Linked DNA regions of Ovis aries: region 2 is linked to region 1. Evidence: chromatin contacts called from public Hi-C data. All regions are on one chromosome and are shown on one strand. The core of a region is the stretch at or near the end of the contact, and the rest is flanking DNA. Distances in the headings are between cores, read along the strand shown.

Region 1 (4,077 bases), core at 425-2,924:
ACACTGTGAAAGTCTAGGGAATAGGATGTGCCAGCCACAGGAAGAGAGTTCTATGGAACCCTCAACAATCCTCCCCTCAATATATTAAACAAAATGTCGGTTAGAAGCTTCTTTTGCCAAACTCTTGAAGATTTGAGGGAAAAAAAATCTGAATTATATTTCCATGGCTTTAAAAACTGTGAGAGAAAACTTTCTGAGACATTATATGAATGTAGAAAAAAAATTCTACAGATGCATGTGTGTTATGCTAATAAGAAAATGCCTAGTTGTAGAACTGAGGAGGGTCATTTATTTCTTTCAACACACACACACACACACACACACACACAGAATCAATTGAAAGGTTGACAGATCAACAATTGACATCTTAAAAACTCTAAAATATATTTAAAATCCTAAAAACAATTACTAGCATAGCATAACATACTCAGCCTCTGACAGCATAGATTTCAATGTTAAGTACCTTGGTCTTTATTATGTAAAGAATACTCAAGGAAATGAGAACCCAACGATAATAAAGCAGGGGTTGTAAATGGCGTTCCATCAACTCTGGTCCAGTGAGTTTTTCTTTTTCTTTTCTTTGGCCTCTAGTATCTATTTATATTCTGACAAATCAGATACTGCAGCAACATTGAGCTTGCCTACATGAAGCATGGCCTTACCATTTCTTTCCAGCCCTTTCCACTCTGTTGAGAGACTTGAATGCAATCCTGGGGAAAAAATATCAGAACAGTGAACAAGGTACTTAGGAAACACAAGTTAGAAGAAGTTAAGGATGAATTATATTTTTGCTTACATAACAGTAAGGGTGTGAATAGCTGACTCACTGGAAAACATGCTGATGCTGGGAAAGATTAAAGGCAAGAAGAGAAGGGGCGGGCAGAGAATGAGTTGGTTAGACAGCATCACTGACTCAATGGACATGAACTTGAGGAAACTTTGGGAGATAGTGGTGGACAAAGGAGCCCGCCATGTTGCAGTCCATGGGGTCGCAAAGAATCAGACATGATTTAGAGACTGAAAACAACAACAAACCCTAAGGATGTGACCAAGAGAAATAACTAAATAAAAACCTTGTTGTACAAGGCCTCTTATGGAAAGCAACTAATCTGATCAATTATCCATTACATGAGCTTCATAAATTAGGAAATATGTTCAGCTAAAAAAATATGATGCCCTCCAGATACTCATGTTGTAGATGTTGTCATTTAATGACATAAACAAGTGTAGAACAAGAAAAAAATAATTAGTATTTTGTTCTACGTAAAGAAAATAAGATAGACAAAACATTCATAAACAATTAGAAACAAGTTCCTTCAAGTTGTGAGATTATTAATTGGGGTGTAAGAACATAAATACTAAGGGAACAGTCACTTGATAATTGTATTTGGAACACTTTGATTAACTTAGAATCAATTCCAAGGGTGAGTAGTAGGAACAAGCACAATTAACATAAAACTAGAGAGCTGTACTTAGGAGAAGGCACAGAGGAAACACAACTCTCTAGGATGGTGAAGACGTTAGGGAATCCATGGTGTTAGAACATTCAAAGTCGTTGCTTTTGAAAGCCTGAGAACAGTTAAGCCACTGGTGTCATCTGTTACAGAGGCAGCATCAAGTTCCTGGCAGGCTGGCCTGGAATAAAGGAAGCAATTACCTCATGACACTTGCCACACCATATGGCAGGTGGCGATATCTCAGGATGTCATCCAACGGCTCCTCCACACAGGAACTCTTCTGGTGAGTGACACTTGAGACATGCAGCTTGTGAAGAAGTTCAAATTCTCACAGATGATTATATTATCCGGATGATGATATTATCCAGAGAAAATGGCAAGACTACAACCTGAGAACTTTGCAAGAGCCAAGCCAAGAAAGAAATGCTGTACACAGGAAGAATGAACTGGAAGAAGTCAGAGGCCCAACCAAAGCCATAGAAACTATGGACAATGGCTCCATATTTCCTGATCTCAGATCGAAGTAGCTAAGGATGTAAGACACAGGTCAGATTGGTGCTTAATATTGCTTCTGTCTCTGTTATTATTTTCATCACACTAAGCATGATTACTCTTATCATGAACTTATTATATGTCAGGTACTGTGCTTTCTGTTTTTCCTATTTTAGGATGTTTAATGGACATTTGCTGAATGAAGGGATGAGTTAATTCTTCCAGCCATCCTGCAGGGATTACAGATGGGAAGTTAAGCATCTTGCTCAAGCTGCCCCTGCAAATAGGCCAAAAAAAAAAAAAAAAAATCTGCCTCATTCCAAAACCCATGAATTCTATACTTATGGTTTGTGCTAGAAACTGAAGAAAGATTGAAGTTATGAGTCACCAGTAACCCCTCAAAGAGCGGTGTTAATGTAGAATAAGAAAGAGAGTGGCTGCACGGGCTCAACAAGGAGAGGCTAAACAAGGGCTAGAGGCCAGAAGTGCAGGAAAGGGGTGTGGCCGCTGGAGGCTTAGGAAGGTGGCTGTGCTGGGCTTGGTGTCGGCGCTCACCCTATGGTGGTGTGAAGAATCTGCCGGCCAGGAGGCATGGTCTCCGTAGAATTTCGGTTTCACATCTCTGGCCACTGCTCTCTATAGGATGTTCTATGTCTGTGGTTGAGAAGGTTGGGGGAATGAGTGAGAGGCTTGTGCAGCTGTGGTCCTGGTACAGATCTTCCTTGGCTCTAAATGTCCATGTTGTTGAGGCTCTCAAAATCTGGGGTTTGCATAAGGATTTCTCTCACGTTATGCATAGACTGAGCTCACAGGAAAGGGTGGTCCAAGCTGCCAGCACTTTCAATCACTGCTTCTGTCCCCATGGACTTCCATCTGTAGCCAACTGTGGGAATTCTGAGCTAGAGAAGTGGGGGCTCATTTGGCATTATGTCTACAACTCATCACCACTTTCTACCCCTTGCTCAAAGAATTTTCAAACAGCTCTTCCAAGAATAACCCAACAAATATGTTTATTCTCCAGGGGGGCCCTATCTGTCTCAGCCAGACAGCATTTGCTCCATGCCAGTAGACATCACTGCAGAGCTTATAAATGATTATGTCAAGCAGCTAAGCCATTAGGTAATGGGGCACAAGAGTTGATCTACTACCAGCGATGTTTTCCTAATGTCACCTAGTGTAGGACAAATGCAAAAAGAATTTGAAGCTAAGCTTGAAAAATCCAGCTGATTTTCGATTATCTGACTAATGAGGCACAGAAATTTCCTGAGAACAATGATGGATAAGTCTCAAGCTGTATTCAGCAAAGCACGTCACCTATAGAAGGGTTGTGACATGGCCACAGAAAGGGTATGTGTCCCTGAATATAAGCTGGACACCTAGACTGAATTTTGAACTTACATTCTCTGGTAATGCTACTATTAACACTAAACTGCAGCAAAACAGATGGACTTAACATCAGAAAACCAAGGAAGGATTCCAGAGAGCCCAACTTTACAGATTGCTATAGCCATAAAAATAGATCAAGAAGGACCTCATGCATGTTCCAGGGAAATCTCTGAGATTATATGTATATCAGCTAAATATAAACCACTTTTTGTGAAGACTGTACTATTGTGGCATGGGTGAGACTGAGTATACCAAGATTGTGCTGATACTTGGAGCAACTGACTCTTTGGGAAGAGGTCTAAGTTAGCCTCAACAATCCCAAATTCCATGCAAGTGTTGCTAGGGTTGTGGAGAAACTGTGCATTGATTCTAGAATACCCTCAAAGGAAAAGGCAACATGTTAATTCTGGATGAAATTCCAAGCATGGGAGCATTTCACCTAGTTCATCATGGAAATCTGTTGCAATTATTACCAAACAAACCAAGTGTCTTCTGTTAGTTAAGTCCTGTTCCAAAGGAACATACATTGTTTCCAAATTACCATAGCTTCCTCCCTTCTTCTAACCTACTGTAATTTTTTCCACAAGAGTTATTAAGTAATTTTGTTTGTCTAAAGCTGCCCAGAATGTGTCCCTTCCAAATAACGTTCTTTTAAAGTTATATTCAGAGTGTGTTGAATGATGCTTCATCATCAGACCAGCTTTCTTAATCCCATTAAATAATGCAACAATAGTGGGTGGTT
Region 2 (4,077 bases), core at 406-2,905, 410 kb before region 1:
ACATGGTTTATTTACAGAATTGTATCCTTCTTTAAAATGGAATTCTGCTTGAACACAAGGACAGGGTCTTCACTGACCTTCCTTATAGCCTCTTCTGGAACCTTTTGACTCCAGTCACTGCTGTGACAGCTCTGTGCAGTTGTGACCCACTGGGTCCTTGCTTCACCTGCCCCACACAATTCTTGCTTTCTGACCTGGGGCTTTCCTGAAGCTGTTGTTTCCAGAGGCCCAGTTACCATTCTGTCCCATGCACACACTGGAAGTGGGAGTAAGCTAAAACCCCTTGGGGCAATGATGAGTGTTGGAGGATAAATAATGCCCACATCCCATGCTATTCAGGGAAGCATCAGGGTCTCATTCTACTAGGCAGTTCAAAGCATCTCAGGGCTCTGGAGCTGTAGCTGCCCATTTGAGTGACTAGTTCAGTGAAGTGGCTTTGGATCAGCTCAGCTTCCCTTCTTTCCCTGTTTAAATCTGCTTAGTCCTCTACTCCTGTTCCTGGGAATCGCGTCCCAGCGTAGATGATCTTGTCTCAGGCTCCGCTTTAAAACCAGCTTCACTATGTTAACGTTTTTCTAGACTGAGAGATGTTTGGAAACTATTTGCAAGTCTCAAAAAGTAACCCCTAAATAAAGATGGTACAGAATACAAGTAAATAGGATAGCATCCGCTACATAATAATGCTACAGTGAATGAAATGTTTTGTGAACTAGGCATTTTTATTCCGTCAGTCAGGAGATGGACGCAGACAATTGCTCAGTTTTATAAAAAATAATTCTCCATAATTTTACAGCTGTGTCTTAAGTTGTAATTGAGTAGTGATGTTCTGATCATTGCTTTATAGATGGTGAGGCCCTGACACAGCAGCTTTCACTGAGCAAGTGGTGAGGCCCTAGAAGACTCCTGTCTTTCCCATAAAAGGTCAGTGCAAGGAGCCTGGATGTGAGATCCTATACGTATACCAGTGGGCCAGATGGCTTGCTCTGATGTGCATGACCGTATGTGTGTGTGTGCACACACAGGTATGTATGTGTATTTGTTTCTTTTTTAAAACACACAAATGTGTTCCAATCTAATGATCTTAAATATTGCAATCCTTGGATTATGTGTAAAAAAATGACAAGTTTTGAAAATGAAAAGTACTGGGCAGTGAAATTGGCATCTAGAACCCTGTGCAATTCAAAGGTTTAAATCACAGGATTTTAGGATCTTTTACAGCTAGGAAAAAAGAAAAAAAGTCACTGAGGGCAGATGGTTAGTAACAGAACCCAGGCTAGAACCTCGGCCTGGGGAACTGCCTTCTCATGGTGCTTCTGTTATACCACACTGCCTTCTCTTGGTGATCCATCTTTTAAACCAGAGGTTGGCAGACTTTCACTGTAAAGGTCCAGATAGTAGGTAACTTAGGTCTTGCAGGCCTGTGGTTGTGTCACAGCTCCTCGGTGAGAGCAGCCGTAGAGGATACTGCCGTAAATGAGCATGGCTGGGTTCCAGTGCAGCTTTAGTTACAAACCCCTGTGGTAGGCCTGATTTGTCCCCTGTTTTACAGCATTGGCGTCATGGTAGTTTCTGCCTGATGGTCACCAAAAGGCTACTGAGTCCTAGAGAATTAAAGCCACCCCCCAGCCTGTTGGTGAGCTGGGCTGTTGCATCTGCGCCCACACACGACTGGGCTTCCTTCCAGGTCAGGGTCTGGTCAGACTGAGCCAGCAGCTGAGGGAGTGAGCCTGGCACCTGCAGCACTCTGGTTTCCAGAAGGAATCACAAATCCCCTTCCTGTGCAGATAAAGGAACAATTGTACCACGGGAGAACTTACTGGAAAGTAACGCAGGGTCACCAGGAAGGAAAAGGAATTCACTCCTTGGTCACAGTCCTTCGTCTGGGTTGGGAGTCGCTCAGACTTGGAAAGGTCAGTGAGGATGCCTGTCTGATTTTGGCAGGCCTCCAGGGCTCTGCACTCACGGCATGAAGCACTGTGCTTGGCTGATTTCTGTGCCGCTTCCTTTGGCTGCTCCAGTGACCCCGTCCTCTTCACAGTCAGGTATATAATTCACCCCACTGTTTCACCCCCCGCTCAGATTTATCGTCTGCCAGTGCTAAGCTTTTCTTCCTGTTCATCAAAATCTCTAGTAGACAAAGATTGTCTCCTCTCAGTTTCATCTTCCACAAACTTGACACCTTGACTTGTGAGTCCCAGGTCTGAGGACCTACAGGACAAATGTCTTTCCACAGAAGGTCAATGAAAGAAGCATGGATTAAACCCTATGCTTATGTCAGCGAACTGAATGACTATTTCAGTTCGTGTGCATTAATATGTGTGCATGCGTGTGTATGTGTTCACATGTGTGCCTGTGTGTACATATGTGTGTGTGTATCTGAGTTTGACCTTTCAATCAGGAGCTCAGCTTCCCTTTGGGCCTCTCTGAGCAGGAAAGATCTTTCGGTAGCTCTTGGCTGGACTCATGAGTGGGTGTTCCCCAGCCATCATTCTCAAGTCTTCACTCCTCTCTCGGTTTTCACCCTGTGAATTCATACAGTGGTCTTACAGGTGGGATGATGCTTTCAATGGATTTAATCATCTCATCCTGAAAAGAGTACATGCATCACTTGTTTTGATGATCAGCTGGTCAGGACTGCTGCTGGGCATAAGCTCCTAATGGATGTCTAAATCCCCGGGCCTGAAATGACTTAGGAAAACAAGGGGCATTATTAGCAGTTCTCCAAGTAGCACTCTAGCGCCTGGGGAAAGGGTCGCTGATAGTTCTGTGAGAGGAAGCAGAAACAGAGAGGAAGGAAGAAAGGAAGGAATAATTCATAAACAACCAATTCCTTTAGCACCTGGCTCTGGTTCCTACTGCTGTGAGAAGAATACCAATGGCTTCGATATTCCATTGTTTGTTTCTGGGAAGTATTTGCTTACTGTACGGAGTGGCCTGGATCTCAGACTGGCAACAGGGCAGAAAATGTGGTCAATATGAAAGGAAAACTCCAGCCAAAGTGCTTTAAATCACATTAGTTGTTCTTTTATAACCCGCTTTGAAATTCTTACTAAATCTCTCGTTGATTTTTAGTTACACTCCTTTCCTCTGAAGAGTGGTGTATTCTTAAAGGTTCTGTTCTCCTCACATTATTGCTATTTTGTTAGTTTCTTTAATGGCCTACTTTGTTTTGATGTAATCTTTTTCATCCTTAGTAACAAATGCTGAGGAGTGATTAATGAATACAAATGAAAAAACAGCTCACAAAATAGAAGCGAGAAAAGGTGAGGGAAGAGATAACGACACTGGGAGGATGCATGTGAAACGGCTCATCACCACAAGGTGGCGCTATTAAAACACCTCATTTTAAAGTCCGAAGACGGTTGCAAGAAGGAAAACAGACTTTCATATAGAAAATGCTTAATATCAAAGGAGCGAAGTGTGTATGTGATGCTTATTTGTGTGTATATGTGTGTGTGTTAAAGCTGTAATCATTTGAGGAAGAGTAAATGTTATGGGGAGCAGTGATAGAATTGTGTTTGTTTTTTTGAGGGAAGTGTTTTACAGCTGAACTCTTGTAATTCAAATATTAAATATTTTTTATTAGATATGCAATACATTTAATTCCAATCAGATCTTTCCTGGAAGCCTCTGAAATGTGGCATTGTAGATACCAGAATGATAGGTTATGCTTACCATTCCTTAATCCATTTTCATTCTACACAGAGAGCTTGTACACTAAAGGCATTTATTTGAAAACATGCAATGGCACTCCACTCCAGTACTCTTGCCTGGAAAATCCTATGGATGGAGGAGCCTGGTAGGCTGCAGTCCATGGGGTTGCTAAGAGCTGGACACGACTGAGCGACTTCACTTTCACTTTTCACTTTCATACATTGGAGAAGGAAATGGCAACCCACTCCAATGTTCTTGCCTGGAGAACCTCGGGGATGGGGGAGCCTAGTGGGCTGCCGTCTATGGGGTTGCACAGAGTCAGACACGATTGTAGTGACTTAGCAGCAGTGCTCCATTAGGGGACACATGAAGCCTGCAGGATCTCAAATGTTCCTGACTGCTTTGGGAACTTGGCATGTGGAA

The links. Hi-C and Micro-C count contacts between places; a contact is called where the count stands out from the background.
Region 2: a Hi-C map of muscle shows a contact between it and region 1, with 4 times the contacts expected there. The contact joins two enhancer-like sites. A contact is called at or near these places in 3 of 16 Hi-C or Micro-C datasets (liver and muscle).

What each region holds. Positions count from the first base shown.
Region 1 is chr16:12,067,693-12,071,769 of ARS-UI_Ramb_v3.0, reverse strand. No RefSeq gene overlaps it. Among named protein-coding and RNA genes, the nearest start is that of CD180, 440 kb to the left of the region's middle. Within about 2 kb of position 1,674, at least 6 of the 54 cell types and tissues checked have an H3K27ac peak or open chromatin away from gene starts, as enhancers often do. A contact at or near this core is called in muscle, where this site is marked.
Region 2 is chr16:12,476,904-12,480,980 of ARS-UI_Ramb_v3.0, reverse strand. No RefSeq gene overlaps it. Among named protein-coding and RNA genes, the nearest start is that of CD180, 27 kb to the left of the region's middle. Within about 2 kb of position 1,655, at least 22 of the 54 cell types and tissues checked have an H3K27ac peak or open chromatin away from gene starts, as enhancers often do. A contact at or near this core is called in muscle, where this site is marked.